Linked DNA regions of Mus musculus: all the other regions are linked to region 4. Evidence: chromatin contacts called from public HiChIP or PLAC-seq and promoter capture Hi-C data. All regions are on one chromosome and are shown on one strand. Each heading gives the region's core, a stretch centred on a gene start, on an enhancer-like site or on the middle of the called end of the contact. The rest is flanking DNA. Distances are from core to core; before and after follow the strand shown. Region 1 has its middle 43 kb from the start of Prss23. Region 2 overlaps Me3 (malic enzyme 3, NADP(+)-dependent, mitochondrial). Region 3 has its middle 12 kb from the start of Fzd4. Region 4 holds the start of Ccdc83 (coiled-coil domain containing 83). Region 5 overlaps Me3 (malic enzyme 3, NADP(+)-dependent, mitochondrial). Region 6 holds the start of Me3 (malic enzyme 3, NADP(+)-dependent, mitochondrial).

What was found. Promoter capture Hi-C pulls out the DNA fragments that hold promoters and counts their contacts. HiChIP or PLAC-seq counts read pairs in DNA pulled down with a chosen protein or histone mark.
Region 1: a contact with region 4 is called in a promoter capture Hi-C map of the 3T3-L1 cell line, with 4 times the contacts expected there. The contact joins the enhancer-like site here to the promoter of Ccdc83 in region 4. A contact is called at or near these places in 4 of 39 promoter capture datasets (the 3T3-L1 cell line, the C10 cell line and liver) and 2 of 115 datasets of contacts at active chromatin or transcription factors (bone marrow-derived dendritic cells and embryonic stem cells).
Region 2: a contact with region 4 is called in a FOXA1 HiChIP or PLAC-seq map of pancreatic cancer cells. The contact joins the enhancer-like site here to the promoter of Ccdc83 in region 4. A contact is called at or near these places in 10 of 39 promoter capture datasets (the 3T3-L1 cell line, the C10 cell line, the HPC-7 cell line and 5 more) and 1 of 115 datasets of contacts at active chromatin or transcription factors (pancreatic cancer cells).
Region 3: a promoter capture Hi-C map of liver shows a contact between it and region 4, with 2.2 times the contacts expected there. The contact joins the enhancer-like site here to the promoter of Ccdc83 in region 4. A contact is called at or near these places in 2 of 39 promoter capture datasets (the C10 cell line and liver).
Region 5: a contact with region 4 is called in a promoter capture Hi-C map of stem cell-derived epiblast-like cells, with 4 times the contacts expected there. The contact joins the enhancer-like site here to the promoter of Ccdc83 in region 4. A contact is called at or near these places in 13 of 39 promoter capture datasets (the 3T3-L1 cell line, 3T3-L1-derived adipocytes, the C10 cell line and 7 more).
Region 6: a contact with region 4 is called in a FOXA1 HiChIP or PLAC-seq map of pancreatic cancer cells. The contact joins the promoter of Me3 here to the promoter of Ccdc83 in region 4. A contact is called at or near these places in 8 of 39 promoter capture datasets (the 3T3-L1 cell line, embryonic stem cells, liver and 2 more) and 2 of 115 datasets of contacts at active chromatin or transcription factors (embryonic stem cells and pancreatic cancer cells).

The regions. Positions count from the first base shown.
Region 1 is chr7:89,558,135-89,562,877 of GRCm38.p6, reverse strand. No RefSeq gene overlaps it. Among named protein-coding and RNA genes, the nearest start is that of Prss23, 43 kb to the right of the region's middle. Within about 2 kb of position 3,022, at least 48 of the 459 cell types and tissues checked have an H3K27ac peak or open chromatin away from gene starts, as enhancers often do.
Region 2 is chr7:89,717,604-89,721,770 of GRCm38.p6, reverse strand. The region is part of intron 1 of Me3 (malic enzyme 3, NADP(+)-dependent, mitochondrial); the gene reads right to left. Among named protein-coding and RNA genes, the nearest start is that of Me3, 87 kb to the right of the region's middle. Within about 2 kb of position 1,665, at least 15 of the 459 cell types and tissues checked have an H3K27ac peak or open chromatin away from gene starts, as enhancers often do. A contact at or near this core is called in pancreatic cancer cells, where this site is marked.
Region 3 is chr7:89,389,538-89,394,281 of GRCm38.p6, reverse strand. It overlaps a transcript of Tmem135 not described here. Among named protein-coding and RNA genes, the nearest start is that of Fzd4, 12 kb to the left of the region's middle. Within about 2 kb of position 3,446, at least 19 of the 459 cell types and tissues checked have an H3K27ac peak or open chromatin away from gene starts, as enhancers often do. A contact at or near this core is called in liver, where this site is marked.
Region 4 is chr7:90,263,985-90,268,174 of GRCm38.p6, reverse strand. It overlaps Ccdc83 (coiled-coil domain containing 83), which reads left to right and starts at 2,743. Exons shown (of 11, transcript NM_183293.1): 1 at 2,743-2,851.
Region 5 is chr7:89,662,257-89,667,025 of GRCm38.p6, reverse strand. All of the region lies in intron 1 of Me3 (malic enzyme 3, NADP(+)-dependent, mitochondrial), which reads right to left. Among named protein-coding and RNA genes, the nearest start is that of Me3, 32 kb to the right of the region's middle. Within about 2 kb of position 2,640, at least 60 of the 459 cell types and tissues checked have an H3K27ac peak or open chromatin away from gene starts, as enhancers often do.
Region 6 is chr7:89,630,971-89,635,298 of GRCm38.p6, reverse strand. It overlaps Me3 (malic enzyme 3, NADP(+)-dependent, mitochondrial), which reads right to left and starts at 2,481. Exons shown (of 14, transcript NM_181407.4): 1 at 2,206-2,481. The coding sequence starts at 2,388.

The DNA of each region.
Region 1 (4,743 bases), core at 1,773-4,272, 710 kb after region 4:
TCACACACAAACCAAATGTCTCTCCATGCTGGATACAGAAAATTAATGTGATTATTAGGTGTTATCACTGAGAATTCATCTTTCTATAATGGGATACTAATAGATCCCCATCTATAATAGGCAGTATGATATTAGAACCTAAGGCAAAGTATGGGTTTCAGAAAAAAGACATGGAAATACGGGGATGTGGTCAGGCTCCAAGGGAAAGGTAATGGTGTCTATTAGTAACTAAGAAAATTAAGCAAAATCTATTTTGGTTTCAGTTAATAGTGTGTTGAAAAATTGTACCTTTCAACATGGCAGAAATGCAACTTATCACTGACTCCTCTCCAATCCCCCCCCCTTTCTGCCACTTCACATCTATTGTGATTAGATCCATGGGTGATCAGAGGGGTAAGAGGGTTTCACAGCTTTAACATTTTCTTTAGCCTTTTGGCTAAAGAAAGCATCCCCAAGAGGCCCAGAGCAGCCCAGAACAGGACTCTTTTCTTGGGGCCGTCCCTGGGGTCCCTTTTTAGGACCTCTGTCTCATAGTTCCCTTGACCCTGACAGATGTGTTCCTATTTCTGGTGCCACTTGTAGCACTGAGAAGCAGCGCATCTCCAGTCTCCCTCTCAGAATCCCCCCACTCCTTCAGCAGGCACTTGCAGACAAGATCAAAGATAACCCTGTAGTGTTCTTTTCTGGTGTTCTCTACTTCTAGTGCATGGGAAATTACTGCATCCTTGACATGAAAACCCTCTAGATGTATATATAGTACAAACCCACCCAGCACACTACTCTGGCTCTTTTCTCTTTCATTGTCCCTTTAGGAACAGGAGTTAGAACCCAACCCTGGTCTACTTTCACAGGAATGCTTCAAGCGCCTGTTCTCTGTGCTCTCAGCTAAAGGAAATAGATTGGTAGCTTACCTCTCCTCTCTACAGAGAGAGTGGTAACAGTTTCCATCCTTATTTTCTATTCTTGATCTGGCTGAAGGCCAAGACTGAAGATGCATAAGTCTCTTTCCAGCGTCTTAACTGTTTGAATTTATTTTTGAATCTTAATATTTATTATAATGGAGTCTGAGATAAACCAGGGACAAAAAAAATCCCATTTCAAAATCTTAATATTCACTATTGAAATAGGACCTCAGATTAAGAACCGGAAAAAAAAAAAAAAGAACCGGGTATCCCAGAAGATGGCCAAATGAACTATGTCCTGCAAGCAAGCAGAAATTGGGGAGTGCCAAATTATTCTCTAGATTCAGTCTACAGTATTTATGAAGTAAGCTACCAAGCTTAGTGCTCACATTCCTAGGGAAATTTTTATCCCAGGATTTACTGTAATGTGCTCAACACTTAAACTAGGAATGTGAAGTTGTATTCATTTTCTTAGCATAGCTGAGAAAAGACAAGCTCAGCGAGGATCCGTGTTTCTTCATTCAGGATTTTTACCCTATATGCACGATGCTATCCCACTAACACAGAGGCTATGCACACACTGGATTCATGCTGGGTCATGAGAAATGGTGAGGATGTTGGTGAGTCTAATGGTTTCTTATCCATGGTCCACAAACAGACACCACTAACTAGCAGACAAGTGCTTTTACAAGTCAAAGAAGAAAAGTGCAACTCGCCCTGGCCCTCCAAAACATCATTGGTTGTTTGTCCCCACCATATAAAGCCATGCCCAGGATCCCTGCAGTCAAGCTCTGAGCCCTGCGTGGGATGTGAAAACTGAGTCACATGGCAGTGACTCACTAGCTTGCGACCACACAATGAGTCAGACAAGAAAGGCCCAGGGACACTCTTTTAAAAGTCTAAGTTATGCAAACTGTCTCTTGGAGAACCACCCTTGAAGGAGAGAAGGCTCCATGGTAAATGGGTGGGAAGACTTGTCAAGACTCCCATCCCATATCCTAGAATAATGACATGCATCTGAAATCTTGGAACTTTCTGCAATAGATTCTAATGCTGTCAACAAATTCATTATTCCCTTATACCCACTGATGGTCCCTACGGACTGGGCCCAGCTTATTCCCATTCACCAGCTGATTGTGCTTCAGCTCTTACAAAACCCAGAGTCAGTCTCAGGATACAGCAGAGGCAGGACACAGCTTTGTTACAGAGTCCATTCGATGAGATCTTGAGCCAACAGTTTACTCTACTTCCAAAAATAAAAACAGAAGTAATGGTATACCTAAGAGACTGCACAAAAAAAAAAATAAGTGAGGCATTATTTATAAATCATATGAATCAACTTGTCTTGTTTGATCATTGAATACATGTATTATTCACTAAACACTGTGTGATGACTGGAAAGAGAGCAGTGACCAGCTAGAGACAACCTGAGGATCAGGTTTCTTCTTCAGCCACAGCCTGGCTGAAGAGGAGTATCAGGCTTTGACTCCCTCTGGATGTGAAAAAGATGAGAGAGAAGAGAGCTGATGTTCTACTGGTAATGCGTTTTATGACCTCTGTACAATCACGTCTGCCCCCTGAGCTTCAGTCCCCTCACCCACGAGCAATGCGGGCTGTTTTGTGCTCCTGTTCTATATTTCAATGTCTGATGCGCAGTGTGGAGCACGAGCCTGAAATTCAGGTCCCTAGGCTCCTCCGCCAGTGAGCAATCCCTGGTCCTGAGTTTATTTTACAACCTTCCCTGAAATGCAAGGTTAAATTTTCCCAAATGTTATGAATATGAAGATGCATTTTATGTCAATTAATTTTAAAACATGAGTATTGATGCATTTTATGTAGTTAGTTTGAAAAATACAAAGAACTGAAAACTACTTATTAATGTATTAAATTTTGAGATGCATTTATATTCTATCAATTTCACAATATACAGTACTCAACACTCTGTGATCGTGGCTACCCTCTAATAATTTGAGAAGGGTATATAAGTTTGAGAAATAGTGTTCTTTGTGTAGGTAGGAAACCATGCTATTTATTAATAATCTAGACAGTGTTTGACACCCTTTGCATTAATGTGTCATAATACTCCTCTCCTGGGCACGTAGCCACAAGTTCTCTGTGAATTCCTATCTCGTGACTAATAATTTATCATTCTAACTGGAGACCTTTTGGGCATTTGGCTAGACACTGGGTCCTTTCCTCATACTTCAAATCTAAAAGGGAATCTTAGCTGTGGACGAGCTAGGGCTTCAGGAAATTCTGGCTGCATCTGCTGATTTGTAAGAAAACTAGACAGTTTATTATGAGGGTGAAGAGAGGGTAGATGCTGTTTACTAGCAGAATTTCAACATAATATACACAGATTATCAGTTATGAGGCGACTTTGTGAAAGAGAACTACGAATTCTTTTGTGACCAAATCAAACATCAGAAGAAAATAACCTTGCCAGCTTTCAGGCACACATAGGTCAGAGCTACAGGGCAGGCCACACGTCCAGATTTACTTCATTAGATGATAATAGGCCATAGCCTAAGTCAGGCTTAGCTGTAGAGCTGGTGGGAAGACCCTGAGGTTGACTCCAGGGAACTACTCAGGGAATTGATCAGTGCTCAGAGGCATTCTTTCATTACTCTGCCAACCAGGCCCCACCCAGGCTTGTGGAGAGGGCAGCTGCAAAGTGGGCAACATGGCTGCGGAGTGTTCTTAAAGTCCTGCCACAGGCGGTCATGGCAGCGCAGCAGAACTGGAATAATTCATGTTATGAAACACAAACAGTGGCTTAGAGTTCTAACTCTGCATCTGGCCAGCTGTGCAGTCCTACACAAATCACTTAACCTCTCTGAGCTTCACTCTTCTCAGGTGTAGAGTAGACTTGATAACCCTATATCATAGGGATATTAAAGGATTAGCGCTAGGGTACAGATGGTGCCTGAGCTGCTACAGAAAGGGAAGTGGATTTTAAAGCCTGCTTTGCAGATCTGTCTGTCCTCCTCCAACCCAGCCCGCCAGGCACAGTCCTCGTCTCTTGATTATAAAGATGATCAAAAGCTTTTGCTTCTGCTAGCACACCAAGAGCCAGGTTCCCTCCTCAGTGGCACCGTCTGGAGTCCTTACTGCCTCTGCGCGAAGGCCCATTCTGGATGTTTAGACTCCGATGATGATGGGAACAAAAGGCGGCGGAAATCTGTCACTGGTAATGCGCAAATGGGATGTTGGCTGAATCTCTCTGGCAAATATTCTCAGAACATTCCTCCTCTGCCCTTAGGGTGAGGAGGAAAAGCATTCACCCCAGATTGTGGGGGTGGGAAAAATCTGCTCTTCATTAGGGGGTATTGTGTACAGTGGGATCGGCCCTTCAGAGCAGCAGTGTCCACAGCCTGGGTGCTAACTCTCTGAGGCCAGATCTTCCCAGCATCCAAAACCAGGTTCCAGAACCCAGACGGGTTCAATACCAAGTCTCACATTTTTTCCTTCTCTCCTAGTGAAAAGCATGTTTCCTATTACAATATTTACCCCCTCAGTAGAAGAGGAGCACTCCTGTCTGTCAGGGACACAAGTTATTAAAAATTCATTAGCCAGCTACGTAGCTGGGCATGTCTCGCTAGTCTTTCCTGCAAGACCCTGATCCTTACCCCTTTTCTTTTGTTTCATTATTCAATGAGAAAATACATTGCATAAGGCAAGCACATTTCACTCACTGACAATCGGGGTAAAACAGTAAAAGCATCTCTAAGGATTTAAAACAGAGAGAACACTACACTAGGAATATGACCAAAGAAAAGGCGGAAGTGGAAGGGGGCATTGGGATGCAAATAGATAACTGGTTTTTGTTTGTTTGTTTGTT
Region 2 (4,167 bases), core at 416-2,915, 550 kb after region 4:
GCTGCACTATAGGAGAGCTCCTGTTACCAGTTTAGACAAGGCACTTAATCCATCATGGGCCTCAGTTTTCTAATCTGCACATAGAAGTACTGCTGTAAGGACTGGGGGACAAATACATTGTTTCTTTTTGTATCTGTCCTGACCTTAACATCAAACAATATCTACTGATGCCTGAGGTTTCTGTTAAAGGAATTCATTTGATTCAGAAAATCAGTATCTCTCTCTCTCTCTCTCTCTCTTCCTCTCTCTCTCTCTCTCTTCCTCTCCCTCCCCCCACCTCTCTCTCTCTTATTTCCTGGCTATCCTGAAACTCAAACTCACTATGTAGACCAGGCTACAGACTCTTCTTCGGTACTGAGTATATTGCTGGATACTTGAGTGAATGGCTGCTATTTATCCTCATCCCTGTTGATTGGTTGTATATCCTCACTTACTATTGGTATTAAGGTTGGGCCTCATGTCAAATATTAACTAAAATGAATTATTCACCGCTGGAGAGGTGAACGGAGTAGTATCCTTTAAAAAGTGAGTTAATGTAATATTCTATATTGCTTACACAATTGTTTAGTAAAAACAAAATTGATAACACAAGTAGGTAGATGATTTGTCCAGTGTCTTTGTTAATGATAAAAGATGCCTTGCATATTATATTGTTTTAGTACATGAAAAACTGTGGCTTATGTTATTTGAGCCTACACAGGGCAGGTGCTATTGTCCTCATTTACAGAAGAAGAAATTGAAGCGTAAATGGATCATGGTGATGTGATTTCCAAGTGACATTCAAAATCACATGAAAATAATGGCTGTTTCAACTGGTTTTTTTTGGAAGACTAGTTTATGCAAAAGTGTTGATAAGAAGCGTCATAGAAGAGGAATGGAAGAATCTGCTCCTGATGTACTTGACAACTCTGGAATTTTTGTTGTCACTGAACAAGAGATGAATAGCTAGAAAGATTATGAATCATCCTCCTCTTGGGAAAATTCAGTGTCAGTGTGAATGCTTCATGACCCCTCATTCCCAAAAGCTTATTATTTAAAATTTAAATAATGTTATTTCTGGCATCCTCATGGCCCTCACTCAACTGTACCTCCACAGTAGAGGACATCTGAGAACAAAGTAGCTTCCTTTCCCCAAGAACACAAGTGCACTTTGATGGGTCCAGCTGGGGATGATTGGGTCGATAAGTGAACTATGATTAGAGTAATAAAACAAACAGATACGCCTTGGGAGGGGCTGAGAATAGGCCTTGCACATGCATACTTGGTGTGTGTGGATGAGTGGGTGGAGGCTCAAGGATGGGACATAATATAACTAAAGACAAACCCATCAATAGCAGGATTTTCTAGCTGTTAATGCCTTACATGGACCTAATTCTCATTCTCCTGGACCTTGACCAACTGTTATCTAGCCAGGTGAACCAGGAAGGATGTTGTTTTTCCTAGGGGACAAATGGCCATTGTGAAGCAGAGATAAGGGTAACCAGTTTCTGTCTTGCCACCAGGAGATATGAATTAGAGAGTGGGTTTATAACAACAGTCTACATTTAAGTACACTGTGAGTGTTCTGGTTAGTTTTTGTCAACTTGACACAAGCTAGAATCATGTGGGGGGGCGAATCTCAATTGAGAAACTACCTCCATCACATTGATCTGTGGGCAGGCCTGTGTGAACATTTTCTTGTTTAATAATTGATGCAGAAATGCCTAGCCCCCTGTGAACAGTGCCACACTTGTGCAGGTGCTTCTGGAGTGTAAAAGAGACCAAAACAGTCAGGCCACAGGAGCAGGCTAGTAAGCAGCATTCCTTTATCATCTCTGCTGCGGTTTGAGCCTCCAGGTTTTTCCCTTGGGTTTCTGCGTTGGTGTGGCAGTTTGAATGGAAATGGGCCCTACAGAGTCATACATTGGAATACTTGTCCTCAGTTGGTGAAACTGTTTGGGAATGATTAGGAGGTGAGGGCTTTTTGGAGGGAGTCTTGAGGTTTCAAAAGACTTGAGCCATTTCAAGTGTGTTCTTTGCTTTCTGCTTGTGGAGTAAAATCTGAATGCTCAGTGGCTACCCTGCCATGCCTGCTGTCAATTGCCTGCTACCTCTGCTCAGCCATCGTGTACTCTAATCCTCTGGCCTGTAAGCCTAGTAAAGCACTTTCTTTCATAAGTTACCCTGGTCATGGTGTTTTATCACAGCAATAGAGAAGAAAAGCAACTAAGACACTGGGCTTCCATTGTTAGTGGACTCTAACCTGTAGGCCAGATCAACTCCTTTTTCCCTAAATTGCTTTTGGTCATGGTGTTTAACACAGAAAGAGGAAGACTCAGTCCACATCTACAAAGAATTTCCATTTCTTATGACAGTAGCTTCCAAATTTTACTTTTCAAAAGAGCTATTGTGCAGTCCAAACATCCAGAAATGGGCTCAACCTGGACTGTAGGATGATTTCTTATAGTTAAAAAAAGGCAGTGTTTTTCAGAAATCTGTGAAGTCAGTTCCTCTCTACCAAAAGGAGTCATTGCCAATGGGATAAATGGGTATCTGTGGTTCTCATTAGCTCTCCATATCATGGAGTTGTCATGTTATTACTTTTTGCATCTACCACTCTGTAAGGTAGGCCTTGAAAATATTCCCATTCTGTAGATCAATAAGCCGAGGCTGAGACAGTACAGAAGTGAATCCTGAGTTTCAAGTCCATTTCAACATGCTGGCTCTCTAATCCATTTAAACATTCATTCATTTAATAAGTACACTTTAAATGGAAGTTTTATCCCAGGTACCTGGCATTTGAGGGGGTTGGTGTGTATCTGTGTGTGTGTGTGTATGCAAACACACACACACACACACACACACACACACACACACACACACACACACACATATATATATATATATATATATATATATATATATATATATATATATATATATATACCTATCTTTTACTTTTGTACACCTCAGTCTAGTGATATTTTAATTCAAACCAGTTTTTTAAAGCCTTCCTATTTCAGAAGTAATATGGACTTTTGCAGGCTGGTTTAGTGCCTGGAAAGTTGGGACATCAGCAGAAGAGCACAGGGATGCACACAGATGTGTATAGAATGATTTGCCCATAAGAGGCCGGGGGCCACTAGCAAGGGAGAACAGACTTTGAAGTTAGTTCCTGGGTTCAAATGGTGATCCAACCTCCTCTGTTGTGATCCTGGATGACTTTGCTAACTTCTGTGAGCTTCAACTTGCTGATCAATAGAATGAAGATTTTAATATCCATTTCACATGATTGCCAGGAGAGGCCTGGCTATTTAGTGGTTAGCACTTGTGGTAAACACAGCTGTGCCTGGGCCCTTTCTAAACACCCTGAAGGACATGTGGAGTCCCGAGCCTTCTACTTACTTCTTTTAAAAAGAAATTTCATTCTTTTGGCCTTTACCCTCATGGTTTGACTCAGTCATCAGTTCTCAGTGTTGAGACACTATTTATTTGGGATATGTGAGTTGGTATCTATAAATTTTAACTGGTGACCTAATCCAGATTTAAACTGAATGAAACAAACTCAAAGGGGACTGGACTGAAAGGTGGAGGTTCAAGATCGCCTTTTGAATAACATGTCCATGTACTGTTATATTTATATTAAAAGAAGGAGATGAGACCTCAGCCATGCGAGTCTTGTTTGCATCAGCATTTAGCTTATATAACCAACATCGACTTGTTTTCTTTGCTCTCTCCTGAGATAGAATTTGACCCTTGTACTTGATGAATTTCAGTATTCCTTTCTTTTAATTTCCCATTCATAAGCTTGATTAGCTCCGGGGTCTATGTACTTAGGGACTATTTGCACATGGTTAAATCACTCTTGTCTGTTCTTGTTTTCCAGGAAGGTCACTGGAACTCCTGTTTATGTGGCTGGGCTCTTCTACAGAAACATCTCCTGCTCTGAAGGAGGCTGTGTTGACATTCCCTGAGACCTGCAGGGTGACCTTTCCTCTAACTGCTCCAAGGAAAACAACCTCATGGCAGAAGCTATATTTAGTGACTTTTGGCTAACAGACTCTTATAAAACCTATAGCCTGTGATAAGTTAAGTCAACATTTAAAATCTCCTTTAAATGACCTCGCCTGCTACCCCTCCAGGGAGAGATTTCAACATCGTAAACAACTTTACCATTCTCAGAGCAAG
Region 3 (4,744 bases), core at 2,197-4,696, 870 kb after region 4:
AAACTGATTATGCTTTCAGGAAGTTCTATTTCTATTTAACCTATGAATTTTTTGTCTTTGTTTTCATTTTGAAAAAAATCATATTTCTCCTTTGGCACAACCCAAACGGCCTGGTGCCTCCAACAGACGCAGAAATGTAAAAGCCTTAAGTCCTCCAATTCCAGGTTATTACCCCTGGGAGTACTAGCTGTAATGCCAGCACGGATATACTATTTTGATACTAAACACATTTCTCAGAAACTCAGGCAGCATGCCATTTCACGGAGCTAGTTCACATCATTGTCCCGCGGTGTGGAATCCCCACTGCCGTCCTTCAGCCTAGGCTTTGTTGGCTGTGGAGAAGAATTGCTCTGTTTAGCATTGCCTCCCAAACGTGCTGGGAAAAAATGCATTCACAAAATCCAAAAGTTATTTGTCTGTTGAGGCTTTCATCCCTGTGTAAATAACTTGTCCATAAGAAAATTCTGCTGTAGGTCAAAACCTGAGATGGGAATTTGTGTTCAAGTGACTTCTTGAGTGTTGTCAAGGAGAAGGCAAGTGAGAAAAACATATTAAAGCATAAAAAAAAAAAAGGCTTAGATGATGTCTCAGTTCAGACATGGAGTATGCTGAGGGGCAAATTACACTACAGAGTGACTCCAGGCTGTGGTGAGGCAAGCTCACCTTTTGTAACCCTGACATTCAGTCAGAGATCAGGTGTGTGTGTCTGTGTGTGTGTGTGTGTGTGTGTATGTTTATATGTGTGGGTACAAAGCCTCCTGATCAGGTTGGCTCACACCTACTCAAGGTCTCTTCTTTTTGGTCAAGAACAATTTTCAAAGAAGGGGATACCTGTCTGTTATATTGGACAGCATCTTTCCCAGCATCTGAGGGCACCTGCCTAGGTTCACTGGTTGGTAGAACGGTCTGAACAAGATACCAACCACAATTCTTATACAAGACATAAAATCTCTTAAACATGACTATTGGTTCACCAATCTTAGAGTTCCCAGAGATGCCTCACTATATATTTCTTTCCACAGACTCAATTAATGAGTAAATAAAGGTAAAAATTATATAACAAAACAGTCTCATGGTTTATCGTAGCTACAACCAAAGTTGATATCCAAACACAGCACTCTATTTTTGTATTCTTCTGACCTATTGAAATATATAACTTTGAATGTTACACCATAAATCATATTTTCTATTCATTTATATTATATGATACTGCCACATAGTTCAATCTTATAGAATGACCAATAGGTGGCACCAGAAACACCACACTTAACTGCAGCTAGTTTATGCAATATGTATTTCTGTCCTAAAACTTCAGTCTCTTTCAACATAGGTCTGCCATATTGAAAAGGGATTCATAACATTGACTCCAGTTCCAAACTTGGTAACTTACAGTTCAGCTATTTTGCTTTTTGAGTTCTTTCTATGGAGTACTTTGAGTGGGGGTGGGGGTAGGGGTGGGGAAGTATGATAGGGCTAGTGAATTCAGAAAGAAAACATCTATTCATTAGCTACAGGAAGGAAAAACACTGGAGACCCGCATCCTTTAACTTTGAGGTCTCTTGAGTATATAAATGCTGAAGATTATTAGGAAATATTTGAATAACAGGATAAAAAAGTCAAGGATTCTGCTTCCAAAACATGAACTCTATTCTGCACTAAAAACAGACTTGGATGGCAACCAAGTCGTCCAAGGATCGCCCTTGCCGCTCTCTGACCACAGGGTTCCACTCTGGAAAAGGGCTTTGAGTCTGGTGTTCATCATTTACAGATTTGTTTCTTTTGAAGTTTGCACTTTATTGTTGATGAAGGGAAGTAAAGGAGGAAGGGCACTACCTCTTCCAGATTGGTTTTCTTTTTTGACAAGTCCAGCTTCTAGCTTCTTTCTGAGGAGCACTATTTATTCTAAGGAGCAGGATGAGTTAGCGGGAAAAGTGCTGGGCTGAGCCGGGCTGCAGAACACTCTGCATTTGCTGATACCTCCCTAACCATCGCTTGACCTTCCAAACATATTAAACATTGGGATACTGAGTCCCAGTTACTCAATCTAGTTTCTATGACTACAAGGTCAAGGCTAAAGCTAGGATGTGCAAATCGGCTTGCTCTGCAAGTGTGGATTGAGCCTTTTCAACTCACCAGGCTTCAAGTTCATCCATAGCTTCCAGGCACCTTCCTGCTAGAAATCAGCAGATTCTGAAGGGTACGTGTGGAGTGCGATGTCTTGTGTACTGATTGGGACTGGAGGTGTGGCTTGGCACCAAGGTCAATAGGAAGGGAGGGTAAATCTCACTTTGATAACAGTCCAAGGTGGAAGGTGACACCGCTATTATACAATGTGTTAAACAGCCTGGTTCTTGTGTTTTGAGGGAAAAGCAAATACCAAGACCTGATTAGCCTTTCCTATACCTATCACCAGCTTATTATACTGTGAACATTATGCCTCTGGGAGTTTTCCTTTCCAAACGAAATGATTCCAAACTTTGGAATGCCTCTTTACATGGTATACACCCTGCCACCCTGCTAAGCGTTCTTCTCCCTCTCTCCCTCTGAGACTCTGTTAGTTTTGCTCTGCTGTATTTACTCCCGCCGCTACTATTACTGTTATTGCTACTATTAAAATGGAGCCTTATTATGTAGCCTAGGTTAGCTTTGTACATAGTTCTCCTGCCTCCTTTCTCCAAGTACTGGGATTCCAGGAGTATACTTGCTTTTCTGTTTTGACAGCATGGTTGACTGAATGGAGTTTGTTTTACTTTTTACATAAAAGCTAGAAACCAAGCCTGTGGCACAGGTCAACAGAAGCCAAACCTGGTGGCAAAGGTCAATAGTCCTAAATACCAAGTCAGAACAATGCCAAATTCAAGGGCTTTCTGGGTTATTTAAGTGCGTTTGAGACCAACTCCAGACACTTAATGTGATACTGTCTCAAAACGAAAATAAAAAAATATTGATAAAAAGGGCGGAATATGGAGCTCCATGGTAGAGTGATGTCTAACATGCATGAGGTCCTGGTTCCATCCCTAGTACCAAAAGGAAAACACAGTAAATCTGTTCAAGGACACGTGTACACTATTTTATTACATATATGTATACATGCGTGTTTGTATGTATGTATGTATCCATATATACATATGTCATCCCTAGTACAAAAAAAGGCAGTAGAACTGTTCAAGGACACGTGTGTGTGTGTGTGTGTGTGTGTGTGTGTGTGTGTATCTCCCCACATCATGAACAAGAAAAGTCAGGAAAGAAAAAGAAAGGACAATAATCCTAACTTAGGATGAGAAAGGCCCTCTGCTACATCTGTTAGATATCTTATCCCTTCATCTCTGAGATGGGAGCTGTGCTGTGTAACGGTTTTGTGGTCAGGAGCTAGAGCCAGACAGACCTGGCTTCTCACCAAAGCCTTGATTCTGCCTCACATGTGACTAGACAAATCTATGTGACCTTCCTAAGCTTTGTTTCTCCACTGAAACAACATGCGTAACATTCTTGGTATTGCCCTAGAATAAGTGCTCAGTGAAGGTTAACTAACATCATTGCAATCACTCCAATGAGCAGATCTTATCTACTTTATACTACTTGAAAAAATGCAAGGTCCTAAGAAGTTAGACAAAGTTAGTTTCAAGCCAGTTCTGATGTAATGTTTGGGCACCTGTTATTTCTTTTCCCCAAGAACTCATTTTTATCCTAAGAAACCATTCACATTCCTCTTGCCCTTTATCCCATTTTGTTCTGGAACACATCGTATAGAGGTCAAAGGAGAACTCTGGAGTCAGATGATCTGCTCCAAAGTCTCTCTATGCTACCTACTAGCTGTGTGATTTTTGAAATTCTTTAACTATGTGGATTAGTTTCTTCATCTATCAAATGGTTGATAAAAACATTTGCCAGTTGGATTCTGAAAAAAGATTAAATATGTTAACACAACATGCTTATAGCATAGTCTGATGCAATGCAAATGTTCAAGTGTAAATTATTCGTGCTCTCCAGGGCTGGGTGGCTGGCTCTGACTTGTCTGGTTGAGAGCGTCCTGAATCCTTGTGCATCATGTTCGACCTAGGGCAAGATCATGAACACTTTCTTATAAAGATAAGATGCCAACTTTTTCGGCTTTGTGGCTATGCCATCTCTGTGAATTTTATTCAGCACTGCTGTTATGGTAGAGAATCAGCCATAGGCAGTCCATCAAGAAATATCTATGTTGTGTTCTAACTAGGTTGAAACTTGAACACTGGAATTTACATTTTATTTGATTTTTCAGATGTTATTAAAATATTCTTTTTGCAGGCATTTACACATGACCAAACATTTTATAGTTCATCTGCTATTGAAAAACAGGAGCCAGGCTGAAATGGGTCTATCATTGAATGCTTTCTGATTCCTGGTCTGAGAGGTGAACGTGTGATCCACAAAAGACAAAGTCCTGTTGGGACGGAATTTGTGCCTCTTCCTTTTCAGCCATGATTGTTGATGGAGAGAGAGAGAGATCTGGCCTATGGCAAAAGAAAATGAGATGAATAGTAAGAAGAATCAGATCCAAGAAGAGCCGCCCAAAAGAGGAAGAGACACCTGGTCCTGCAGACTTTACCTCTAAATTAGCTCTATTTTGGTTCCATGTGCCCACGCTTCTCCCTCACCCACTGCTGGCTAAGTGAGGTTTTTGTTCAGTATGATTCAGTTCTGGTACCTTGATATAACTTGTTTTCTTCACACTGTTCACAGTTATTAAGAAAACTTTACTTGG
Region 4 (4,190 bases), core at 1,494-3,993:
CACTGAGTGAGTGGAGGATATCCTCTGGTAGGCTGCCTATCTGCAGTTCAGGTGTCTATTGTGATATCTGCTCTAGGAGTGCGTCTCAGTCTGAGTTCACCTTTCGACTTTTTTTCTGGTTGGCTTGGCCTGCACCTGTTCTTTAAACGGTCACGGCCTGTTCCTGGGCAGCAGAAGTCTGCCCAAGTTGGGGCTTGAGGCACAGCAGCAGGAGAGGACGGGGTAAGTGGGGCTGTGTAATGTGTGTTTGTGAACTGAAACTAGGATCTCAGGAGGTTGTTTGTTTGTTTTGTTGGTTTTGTTTTTTGTTTTTGTTTGGTTTTTTTTTTTTTTTTTTTTTTTTTCTGAGACAGGGTTTCTCTGTGTAGCCTTGGCTGTCCTGGAACTCATGTAGGCAGCCGATGCCTAAAAGATGGCACCGGTTTCCAGTACACCATGGCCATAAACACCCTTACTGCGCCTGCACTAGTCACCACTTGGTGCCAACCCCTCCCGAGCAGGTGAATGCTAATGAAGTGTCGACAGGCCGACCAATCCCAGGAGGACACATAGCCCTCGCCAGTGCTCGGGTGTATATAAGCAGTCCTCCCTGGGTTCCCGGGGTCCCCGTAGCAGCATCGAGGCGTTCCTGCAATAGAGGCTGTTGAGAAGAATCCGACCGTGTTGTGTCTTCCTTGCTGGCTGAGGTGGGCGCGACAACTCACTCTTTAGACCAGGCTGGCCTTGAACTCAGAAATTCGCCTTCCTCTGCCTCCCAAGTGCTGGGATTAAAGGTGTGTGCCACAACACCCAGCTTAGTTCCTCCTGTTGGCTCACCTGCTCTTCTGTTTGGTTTTCTATAACAAAGTCTTCAATGTAGCCCAGGATGACAGCGCTCTCTCTCTCTCTCTCTTAACTAGCTCCCTCAGTTCCCTTCCTTCATTAGGTCACTAATATAATAGTAATGTATTAACCTTTTAAAAATTATAACCTAGAGCCCCACCAGCCAAGAGCATGAGCTGGCCCCACCCCTTGTCTGCTATGCAGTGGCGTAGGTGAGGAGAGATGCACCCCCATCACCTGTAGCAGGTGGGAGAGCTGACCCTGCCCCTTGCTGGCTGTGGCATTGGGTGAGCTCGCTGAAGCAGTGCTGGAGAGCTGGCCCTGATGGTGTGGGTTTCCGGACGCTGGTGAGTTCACCAACTCAGCTACCAGTCAGACCCAGATCTTCCTATGTAGCCCAGGCTGACCTTAAACGCCTCATCCTCAATCTAACCCAACAGCTTTCCCATCGCTATATGGATGGGGTGACCAGCCCTGCTGACCCGAAGCTGCAGGTTCTTCATGACACAGGGCAACAACAGGATATCTAAGAGGAGTCCCAGTAAGGACCCAGTATTGATAGTGTAGCAAAAGCCAGTAGCCTCCAACCAGACCAACGACTCGTTGCAAGTAAAGATGTATAACACGCTGTGATACACTACAGCTTCCACTAGGCATTTTTGGAGGGCAGGTGGCTTGTTTGTTTGTTGTTGTTGTTTTGTGTGGTTGGTTGGTTCGTTTGGGTTTTCGAGATGGGGTTTCTCTGTATAGCCCTGGCTGTCCTGGAACTCAGAAATCCACCTGCCTCTGCCTCCTAAGTGCTGGGATTAAAGACATGCACCACCACTGCCCGGCCTGATTTTTTTTTCAATTGTAATTTTTTTGTTGTTGTTATCTTGTGTGGTGGGAGGTTACAAAGGCCAAGGATGAGTATGAATGGATGGGGAAATGAGAGGGATTGGGGTGCATAATGTAAAATTCACAAAGAACCAAAAAAGGTTTTTAAAAATTCCTTACTATGTTTTAATCTATTTTTTAAGCCAACTAGATCACTTGGAAGTGAGTCGGAGGCCTAAAAGAGCCTGGCTTCTGACTTCCCAGGCCAAAAAAAGAAAATTACTGGAGTGTAATGAGAGAAATGGGAGGCTTTAATAGACTGCCTTCAGGATGAGGCTGAACTGCACTATATTGCTTTGTTAAACGCTTAAAAGTAAAATGAGAAGACAGATGCAAAGACTTCAGTGCCTCAAGTTGCCCTGTGAGCACTTGAAGAGTTAAACCAAGCTGACAAACGCAGACAGAAAAGCAGAGCACCTCTGTCACAGGAGTTCTGCCCCTTCCCACACCCGGGGAGTTGTTTTGAAATCACAGAGGAGTCATTTTATATCAGCAAATATAAGCTTGCAATGACCCGAGCGAGGCATGCGCACAAAGCTGGAGTCCTATTTACATACACCACCTTCCAAGCACAGAGAATTCGAAAAGAGGAGAGAGAGGCCTTGGGGGAAAAGAAGAAAGGACTGGACCACTGCCCTAACCTCTGCATGCACTCCCTCACCCGCACTATTCCTCATATGCCCGCCAGGTGGCGCGCGCGAATCGCCATGGTGCCTAAACCAGAATGGGATAGTAGATGAAGATGCCAGTCGCTTTGAAAACAGCGGGAAGTGACCCGGATGGGGTTGGAAGGGAGGGAGGGAGAGTGCTTTGGGCTATTTGTACTTGAGAACCACCAGCCCACAACCCGGAATTCTCACCTGAAAACGCTGGAGACGATACTGGGAGAAAGCTAACATCCTTGTGTGACCTCTGACTTCTTCAGTCTGCCCCCAAAACTTTATAGGAACCCTCCCCCACTACAGCGGACACGCCCTCCTCTTGATTTGCCCTGACACGAGATGGGCCTGGGGTCGCGCCCTCTGGTTTTTCCCTCGGAGCGTTGTTCCTGAGCGGTTAAGAACTGTTGAGAAGGGTTCTCCAAGCCGTGCCCCTCTTTCACCACTCTGGAGACAGGGATACCTGCCTGGTTTTAGCCGCCCTAAACTTAAAGGTTTGTAACCTTCAGGGTGTCCTAGCGCAGTCTCTTAACTCAGTAGATGCCCAGCCCTCTGATGCAGTAGTCCCCCTTTATCAGTTTCAGGTACCTGAGGATCTTTGTGATGGATGGGCTTAAGGGGTGGGTATTAAATGGAAAATGCCTGAAATAAGCATTTTTGTTTAAGTAACGTTTGTCATATCTGATAACTGTTCTATTCCAGTATTATTAATCTTTAATTTATACTAAGTTTTGTTACAGGTTTATAGGTACACAGTACGGAAGGGGGCGGAGGCTGTGATGGCATCTATAATGATTGGTAGTATCCCAAGACTCAAGCATCCCTTTGGTGTCTTGGAGTCCCAACCTCACAGAATAAGTAGACCTTTGTGTTGCTGTCTACCACTCCACAATTTCCTCAAAGCTTTATGAATACTCTTAACAGTTCTGAAACGAGATGGAAAAGATGGAGAAAGAAACTGGGGGTCAGACAGGACCAAAACCTGTGCTGAACTGACTTAGTGGGGAATCAGAGGTTCCACTTCTCCTTCCTTCTCCTAGTGTCCCCAGTGGTTCCCAAGCTGAGGAAAGCTTGATACCTCCAAAAGATGTGTGACAATGTCATTCATCTACATGTTTCTAAACACATAGATCTCAACAAACGGTTTTAATGGTACTTTTCTAAAATGAATAAGCTTTGCATTTTCACACTATTTGGGACTATGTACATATATATAGTCTATATGAAAAGACGTGTGAAGGATTTTAAAGTAATTTTAGATGGAATTACCACTTGTAAAAGGACTTAAGTAAATCAACTTCATTTTGTTTTAACGCTGGAGTGCATTTCTGATTCTGTTAACAGTGCATTCTAGTGAGACAGAAAACCTTCTCTAGGTCAAAAAGCGTTCCTGGCATAAATGAACACTTGAATTCCAAAGAATTTTGCTGGGATGGGGAGATGACTCAGTGGGGAAATGTGAGCTGTGTGAGTATATAGACCAGGTTCTAGATCCCCAGTGCCCATAGAAACGTTGGGACGGTGGGCATGGTGGAATCGCAGTGTCTGGGAGGCAGAGATGGATCCCAGAACCCACTGACTAGCTGGACTCGCTGAGTTAGCAAGCTATAGGTCCAAGTGTGAGACCTTGCCTCAACATACACTGCAGAGGGCAGTTAAAGAAAACATCCACTGTCGACCTGTACACATGCACCTGCTCCCACACATGTCTACACACATGCAAACACATGCACACCATGCTTACACACACAAGCAAAATAATATTTCTTCTATATATAATTTATTTTTATTTTATATCCTTTGGTGTTTGGCCTGCACAGATGTCTGTCTGAG
Region 5 (4,769 bases), core at 1,391-3,890, 600 kb after region 4:
TCTCTCTCTCTCTCTCTCTCTCTCTTTCTCTCTCAGTATGCTCATGGGTATGTTTGTGTATTTTTCTGTCCATGTCTGTGTACACATACATGAGTGTGGGTGTGGGTATGTGTGTGTACTTTTGTGTGGAGACCAGAGGTAGATGGTATGCATCTTCCATTATCAGCCTTCCCTTCTCTGTGAACCTGGAGCTCATTGATTTAGGTAGACTGGCTGGCCAGTGAGCTCCAGGAACCTACCTCCCCCTAGCAGTGGTTATTGACATAAGCCACTGCACGTAGCTTTTTTTTTTTTAATGCACTATTTTGGTGCACTGAATATAATTCTCTCAAAGCAGCACAATTTTAGGCAAAAACCAAGCCTCCTGCAGTGTTCACTTCAGACAAGTTTTAAATGCCAAGAGACACCAACAGGATGAAGTACATTTCTAGAATCAGCCTGCGGCCCAGAGGAAACACACTCCTTGGCATCATCTTTGAATACCCACCTCCAGCATTTCTCCTCAGAAACTTCTGCTTCATGTATAACCATGTTAACAGGCATGAGTCCCACTGCAGATTGAAACTAGGCTATTCAAAGGCTTTTGAAAGTCTTGTTTCTTAGAGTCACATACGTCACAGTCAATGGGAAACCATGCACATATGAAAACAAGCTGAGATGTTAGTCAGAGATGCTCAAGGCATGCTGATAGGGGCCACCCAGGACCTGGGGAAGAGTGAACCAGAGCCTGTAGGGGGCTGGAAGTTGCTGTGGAAATTTCATTTCCAGTGCAGGCAGCAGGCAGGGTGGAAAGGCATGAACAGGACAGAAAGGCATGGGTGAAGGACTGACCCAGTCAGCAGGGGACCCCAGGCTCTGATGCTTGAGGTTCTGGACAATCAGAGGTAGCGAACAGCGGGTTTTGTAGGACGATGTAATATGTTACATTGAAGGGTTGGGTTGAAGACAATCTTTTAAAAGGCAGCTTGAATACTGTGGTTCTGCTGCTTGATTTTTGGAGAACAAGCAATCTGCTAAAGGTCATGACAGAACTTAGGTTTGAACACAGCGATTGCCAGCTCTAAAGTCCAGACTTTCAACCCTTCTGCTCACCTGCATTCGTCTCCCCTCACGTTAATATCTTGGTGGCGCGTAGCTCATTAAGAGGGACCAACAACTTAGGGATCCAGTTGAAGGCTTTCTTGTGCTAATGCTGTCCCACTTCCAAAGGGCCTTTAAACTGTGAATAGTGTAACAAGGTGAACAACCAGAGTCACACTCACAACACTGCAGCCCTAGACCATGAGGAGGGTTAATTCCCTAATTCAGTCGTAAATCCAAATCTTGGTAAACATTTAAAAAACTTTAGCACCTTGCTCAGCCCACCAAATCAAAAGTGTCTTGTCTTCAGATAGTGGTGCTCAGCCTTCCTAATGATATGACCCTTTAATAGAGTTCCTCATGCTGTGTGAGCCCCAACCATGACATTATTTACGCTGCTACTTCATAACTGTGACTTTGCTACTGTTATGAATCGCAGTGTAAATCTCTGTGTTTTCCAGTGGTTTTAGGAAACTTCTGTGAAAGGGTTGTTTGATCCTCAAAGGAGTCGTGATACACAGGTGGAGGGCCACTCTTTTTAGTTTCTCTGTTAATTCTGGACCTCATGGCAAAATACAGTCTGGGAGAGCTTTTGTGATAATCTATACTACCATTAATAATGGAAACTGTACTCCCCACTGTGTGCCAGTGTTCTGTGAGGCAGCAAGGGACTATTTCATCATCTCTTTATTACAGAACATGGGAGATGAAGAATGGAGGTTCAGAGAGGTTAGGTATCTTGTCCATAGCAACAGTGACTGCTCTCCCTGCTCAGTCACACTACTGACTCAGAAGCCACGGTCTGATGGGCTGAGTAGCGCGAAAAGCAATGTGTTTAGGAGATATTGGGAGAAAAGGCACCTGTGCTCTCATGGGACAACATCACCACTTCAATCTCACAAGCTGCTAGGAAAGTAATAGGAAACTAGCTAAGGCCTGAAGTAAGTGGAGGAGCTAAGAGGTCAGCTGGACTGCTGTGTGGAGCTGAGTAGTGCAGTCTTTGCTGAGTAGTGCTGCAGCTTGCTTCCCTAGGCTTGTATCTGCCTAGTCCTCATGAGCTAGGCATAACAGGCAGATCTATTGAAAGGGTTTCCTGAAGAGCAAGAGGACTTGAGACTTAGCCCCTAGGGATCTACTTCTCCTTCTGTACTTCAGCCAGTCTCCACATTTACAAATAACAAGTTTCCATAGGCTCCATCGCTAAGGTTGAGGCTCCTTTTAACACCATAAGTATCAATTCTCTAGTCACATACTGGAAAGCTGGCCATGTGACAAGCTCCCACTCACCTGGATGAGGGTCTTGAAGTAGTCATAGAACTGCCCCTGGGCCTTGGGTAGTGAAAGGTGACAAGCGGTAGTAAGGAGTGAGGCATCCCCCAGGGTAACCTTTGGGTAAACCTCATGGATACTGCTTCTCCACAAAAGTGCAAACCTCGGGTCATGGCTGGATTGACAGGAAACGTGTGGGGAGGGAGAGTTTTCAGAATTCCTTCCCCTCAACCCTCCCATTCATGAGTCAGCCACCACAGCTGAGGCCACATTTTGTCACTCTCCTCTGGCACACCCCATAGCTCCAGATCCCAGAGACTCAGTCAGGATGCCGAGGGTTCCCACAGGAAGACGCTGTGTGTATCTGGTATGTGTTTTGGTGTTGACCACTAAGTCACCACCAACATGGCTGAGCATTTGGTTTCTTAGTTTCTGGCCACAGAAACTTCCCCCCAAAAAGTTTAAAGCAGTTTATCATCTCCATTCTACTTACTGTGTCACAGAGGGATGGTACTAATGGAACACCACAGCATCGGGTAGACATTTAATTACTTCCTGTATGTCACATATTGATCTGAGAGATTGGAGAGGAGGAGTCGGTTCATTTAATCCTTCTAAGGACTCTAGCATTGATCTTGTTTTGTAGGCTGGGAAACTGAGCATAGCATGCTTAAAGAAACTTCCCCAGCAAATCCAGAATTCGAATCTACAGTAAGCCGACAGTAAGGCTTGTTGTAGGAATTCTGGCTAATAACATCTTCTATCATTTAATTAAAACACTAGAAGGTAACAGCATGGCGAAGGAATGTAATAAGAGAAGTGAGAAGGTACAGACAGGCTGCTGAGGATGTTGAGATTTTGGGCGTGGTAGTAATGGAGAAGGAGTCTACAGAGGTCTAAGCTGCAGGTCAGGATTATTCCTAAACCCAAGTGAATGTTCTTCCCAGGCCAGGGGAGAAATAGGACAGTGCTCAGGGGACCTAGGGGAAGAGAATTTGTCTGTCTGATGCAATCACAAGGGTTTCATAAATCAGCAGTGTTTACCAGGGGCTGTAGGGCTTTCTAGGCACCAATGAAGATGAGGTGTAGTTCGCTGGATCCTTTTGGGGGAAGGAGATTAAGCAAAAGCAAAAAGGTATAGAACCAGCAATAAGGGGTTGTGCTTTCTTCAGTTACAGGCAAAAGGAAACAATGAGAGAGCCAGGGTGGAGAAATCTGATTAAAGAAGACTTGTGACAGCCTAGGTTTTATTTATAAAGCGAGCAGTATCTGTGACTCTTCCAAAGAGCACAACATTTAACAGAGCAAAGCTTTTGGAAGCTGTTTTCAGGGTAGGGCATGAGGGCTGCCTGATGTAGGAGTAGAGAAGCAAGTGGCAGGGCAGTGAGTGGGTTTGGACTGACAGGCAGCTCCCAGACACACGGACTGCAATAGATGTACTCTGGGGAGGCAGATTTGACAGGCTGTTGGGATAGAGACCATGTGGGTGGAAAATACAGGAGTCACGAGCAAGGCGCCCATCCTCTTGTACTTGTGGATAGTCAGGAAGGAGGCAGATTGTACTTTTAGACAGTATAGAACTTTGGAGTTGTAACAGATCCCAGTGATGGCCGAATAATGTGGGCTTCACACAGGCTGCTGGGTCCCAGTGGAATGGCCTGAGGCTATTAAACGGAAAAGACCTATGACATTATGAGGATATTGATGTTGCATTATTTACTCTAGAAAGCCCCATGCAGCTTTCTAGCATGTGGTTATGAGTGGTATTTTTTAGAAGCGTGAGTGCTCTGATATGAATCCTTGCTGAACAGTCTCACTTGAACAACTTTCTGAATCTCTCCGTGCCTTAATTTTAAGATGGGGATAATAATGGCACTTAATTTCCAAAGTTATTAAGAGATGTGCAATGTTAGCACAGGCACAAAGCTTAGGATAGTAATTGGTACACAGAAAACTATACAGTGTTAGTTGATGTTGAGGTTGTCAATGCATTCGATACTTCTACTTTTCAAGCCAAGCTCTCATTTCCTATCTGATCAAGTTACCAGGGCAATACCATGAAGCTGCTTGTCCACCATCTAGGCTGGGACATCTGGGCTTTATACAGCTTAGTCATTAGCCTCCATTTGATGGTATTGCTGAGAAGAGAGCAGGCCACTGAACCTCTGATGCTCACTGCCTTTGAAGTGTAGTCAGGAGGGAAGGAAGAGAATATCTTTCTCTGTTACTCTTGGCATAGTCTGTGAGCTCAGTCCCTACATACTGCTCCCCATTCACACTCTGTCTCTCATATCAATAGCTGTCTTGGGCATGAAGAATGGAAAGAAGAGAGAAAAGGAGGAAGAAAAAGAGTAGAATAAAGAGACAGGAAATATGACAGAGCTGTGTGTTTCTACCTGCCCACGCAGAATGGAGGCTCT
Region 6 (4,328 bases), core at 1,232-3,731, 630 kb after region 4:
TCCTCTGTCACACAACTCTACTTCTCTTTCACCGGTTTCAGTGTAATGGCTTTTCCTGACCTGCTCCAGATGGAACACATAGTGCAATAGATGCATAGCCAGAACTGAATGCTAGATCCCCAAGAACTTCTCTGTAATACTGCGGCCTAGGCACAGGTACACAGAACTTCATTCTTTCAGTCTTTGCTCACAAAGACCTTGCATTCTAGAAAATGGCTACTCAAAGACCTTCTCTGGAAACACCAAATGCTGGGGGTCATCAGAAGGAAGAGAAGGGCATGTGAGCAGCTCTCTGGAAGATAGCTTCTTTATTGCAGAAGGATGCAACTTGTTCTCAGCAGCATCCCTGATATCCTCCTTACCTCTGACCAGTCAGGCATCTTTAGAGATCTATGGCATTATGAAAATCTCAGGCTGCATACTTAAAGCATAACCTCCATTTTTATTACTTAGGGAGACGAATCTCTTAGACAATTTACATAGGGGACAAGAATTGTTTTAGCGGAGCAAAACCCAGGACTAAAAAACATTATTTTCATAACTACTTACAAAACAATAACTACTGGTTGGTAATGTACCCATACATCTAAGGCAATTGTTAGAATATTGAAGCCTATAGTAAGTAGTAATATATTACTTTGCTCACCATAAACCCTGTCTTTCCCCTCTTATGACAACTACAGGTTTATTGTGGGGACCAATGTCTCTTCTATTCTAAGACAATTGGTGAGGATGAACCTACCTTAAACCTTATCTTTAATTCTGGGTGAAGGCTCCAGGCTCCAGTTGGCTTAAGTTATTGGTGATTGACTTGGGTATGGGAAGAGAACCCCTACAGTGTGTGAGGTGGTCTACTCAGACTTCACATAAAGTGGCATCACAAAGCCAGACTAGAAACCAGAGCAAGACTGCACCGTCAGGGAGTCACCTCTGCTTCTCCATCAAGCCTCACCTGCAGCCCTTTCTCTGGATGTGATTTTGGTGAAGGGCTTTTTATTTGCTGAAAGAGGCTCTCACCTTCTAGCACTACTGAAGCAATTCAAACAGGCATGGATACCTTAAATGCTTTGTACCGGAGCAGAGTACCGGGAACTCAAGGTCTCTTTGGAGAGTAGGGGGTCAGTGTGACAAGTGAATCTGAGCACACAGACATTTTCCTTAGTTTCAGTTGATGCTGTAGGAAACAGCACTGCACAGTTGGCCTCACCCTTTAACATAGCATTTTCCATAGAAGTTGTGTCATTGGAATTTCACCATCCTGAATCAGAGAAACTACTAACATTTTTTGAGAACTTCCTGCATGAGGACTATTCTCACATTTTATTTGCAGTAATAGCTTAGCAAGCATTTATGAGAGCTTAAATATTAATTCAAATCCAGTGGTTTTGAAACTTTTTACAATAATCAAATGAGGTCATACTATTAGGCTGAAAAACGTTGAGCCTGCTAGTTAAACACGAGGAATTGTGGGGAGTGGGGGACTGGCTTGAGTCTTGGCTTCCAGTTTCTGTTCCTCACAATCCTCTGAACCAAAGATACAAACTTGATTGCTACAAGAAGGAGGTGTGCTCCTAGGTTAATATGCAGGTATCTGCAGTGGGCTGAACACGGCCAAAGCATTAGAGATCTGCATTTGGTCACCTTGGCTAAGACCCCTTTGTTCTGCATTCTGTTACAGGACTGGTTTAAATTAAAATCTTTAATTCTTCTTCCAGTACTAAAAGTTCTATAATTCTAGACTTTTCTGTCTTCCGGACTCATGTTTTCCCAGATATTCACCATATCATTAGCTAACACTTATTATCTCATTGGTGCCCGAGTCTGTGCTAAGAACTCTGCCTCCGTTTTCCTGTTTTTCCTTTTAAACCTTGCAACATTCCTAAGAAATCTCTAACAGATACTTTAATTCACGGAGGTCAAATGAATTGTCCTCAAGATCTGCTGGAAATCTGACTCTAGCTCAGAGGGACCATCGGGAATACTCACTGGGTCTGTATTGTTTTTGCTGAGGAAATTAAGGTCAGTAAAACTGATCACATCTCTCCATGTCAAGAGGGGGACGAAAAGGCCAAAGCAAACAGAGCAATATCCAGGAGGCAAAACCAGAGGGCTCTGGAAGGACGCCATAGGTTTCGTCCCAAGCCCAGGGGGCGGGGCGTCTTTCCCTGCTAACCACGGGATCCAACGTCCTACCCGGACCATTACCTTGTTGAGATGGGGGTTCCTGGTGACATCGTATCCGCGCTTCTTCAGGGGTACGGGTCGAGGCGGGCCAGACTTGGAGTGGCAGCCCTGGGCGGGCGCGGAAGGTGCCTGGCGCCGAAGACTGCTGCAGGCTATGCGAGGCACGGAGGTCAGCCGCGCGCCAGTGCCCAGCGCGGCGCCCATAGCCCTGGCACAGACCTGGAACCAGGGCGAGACCAAGGTCAGGGGTGCCCTCTAGGCAAGCCAGGTCCTGCGCGCCAGCAGGGCGCCGGACCTGAGCTCTCGGAGAGGCTGGGGGTTCCTGATGGAAGGCGCTAGCCTCCTCCCCTTGTCCGAGGCCACCTGCTCCTCGCTTGGTTGCGATGCTCACCCCTCAGCCAGCAAAGCGAAAGCAAGCCCAGAAAGCAGATCCCGTGCGGATGACAGCCCGTGCCTCCCTGCCCCCATATGGGAGAATACTCTCCAAGGAGTCCCCGCACCCTCAGTACCTGTGGTTAACCTTGGTTTCTCCTTCTTCCGCTTACCTGCCTAACTGGAGAAGCTGAAGTCTATGCAGTCCCACTGCGAGCAGGTGGGGCAAGGCGCTACTGTCCCCTGTCACTCTCTGGCCAAAGGCAGCACCTCACAGGCAGTGCTAGCTCACGGGACTGATGCATTCAGTAAAACAGTCTCCAAACCTTTCCTTGCGGGACCAGATTTTCCTTGAGGATATGCGCGGGGGCTCTTCATAACAAGACAGGATGAAGCTCATTTTCCTCCCACATGAGGGTTTTTGTGCTTTTGTACCCTGGCACTCTCTATCCAGAGGTCTGAATGGCACTTAGGGGAGAACACTTGAGGGTCAGCATGCCCCCACCTCTTGAGCAAGACCTGGGCAAGAATGCTGTCAGTATAGTAACCATTAGCCACATGTAGCTGTAATACTCTAAATAAAATACAATTTTAAATCCATTTTACAGTAAATAAAATTTCTAAATAAAATACAATTTTAAATCCCAGTCACAGTAAGTGCCTTCTTTTAAACCAGTTGAGACCATGTTTGAATGTATATAGGTACAGAACACTTCCTGCTTTGTAGAACGTTCTCTTCTGTTGATCTGCGTTCCCCACTTCCTAAGTAAGTTTCTAGGAACCCCATGGAACCAGCCATAGACCATAGATGTTAGGTCACTCACACCTTGATGTCCACTTCTCCCTGAATTTAAGTGTGTACTTCCTCCACTTAGTGTTCAAGAGATTCCTTCTAAAGGAAATACATCGCTCTGTGTATGGGATAACTCCTAAGTTGTCAGGAGGCCTTGGTTAAGCCCAGCCTGGCTCCTGCCAGCTTCTCATCTCATCCCACTTCACCTTGTGCTGTCCTTGAGGTCTCCTCTGACTTGCTTCTCCCCATTTCCCTGTCTTACTCACCTCCATCTCAGGGCTTTTGCCTCTGCTAACACTTTTACTGGGAACATCATATTCCAATCTTCTAAACAACTGCCACATCTCGTCTCTGAGGTTGCCCCTAATATGTCAACTTGGAAGCCATTATTCTAGTCATTCCCTTCAGTGCTGACCATCCCCAGGGGATGCATAAGAAAAGGGTTTTCCCCTAGGTATAAATGAACAAGTCATCTACTAGTTCATTGCTATTGTGGTATATTGCCTGCCTCCCCCTTATGATACTGGCTTCACTGGGCTAGGGCCTTTGCCTGCAGATCCCTTTGTTATCAGGTCCTGAAATGTCTTTGTGCAATAATAAATAAATAAATAAAAATAAAAAAGTAGCTGTTTGGTGAGGGAAGGTGAGTAGCTTCTCTGATCATCAGGGCTATGAGCTCTCAGAATGGCCACCAGACAGGTGGTGTGGTTCTTTCTCTCAGACTCCATCCCGTTCTCATGGCCCAACTGCAAGGCAGGGATGCTCCTGCTGTCAAGGTCCTCCTGCCTGGCCTCAGGAGTCCATCTCCTCAAGACTGGTGGGAATGAGTGCCTTCCTGAAGCCTCTCTCTTCAGTTATCAGCTGAAATGATCTTTATTTCAACTGTACTGGGTGAAGGCATGTCAGTTTTCTTCAATGGAGTGATATTTGGTATATGGGTCACACTCTAGGGCAGGCCCCACGCCCAGGAGTAGTTGGT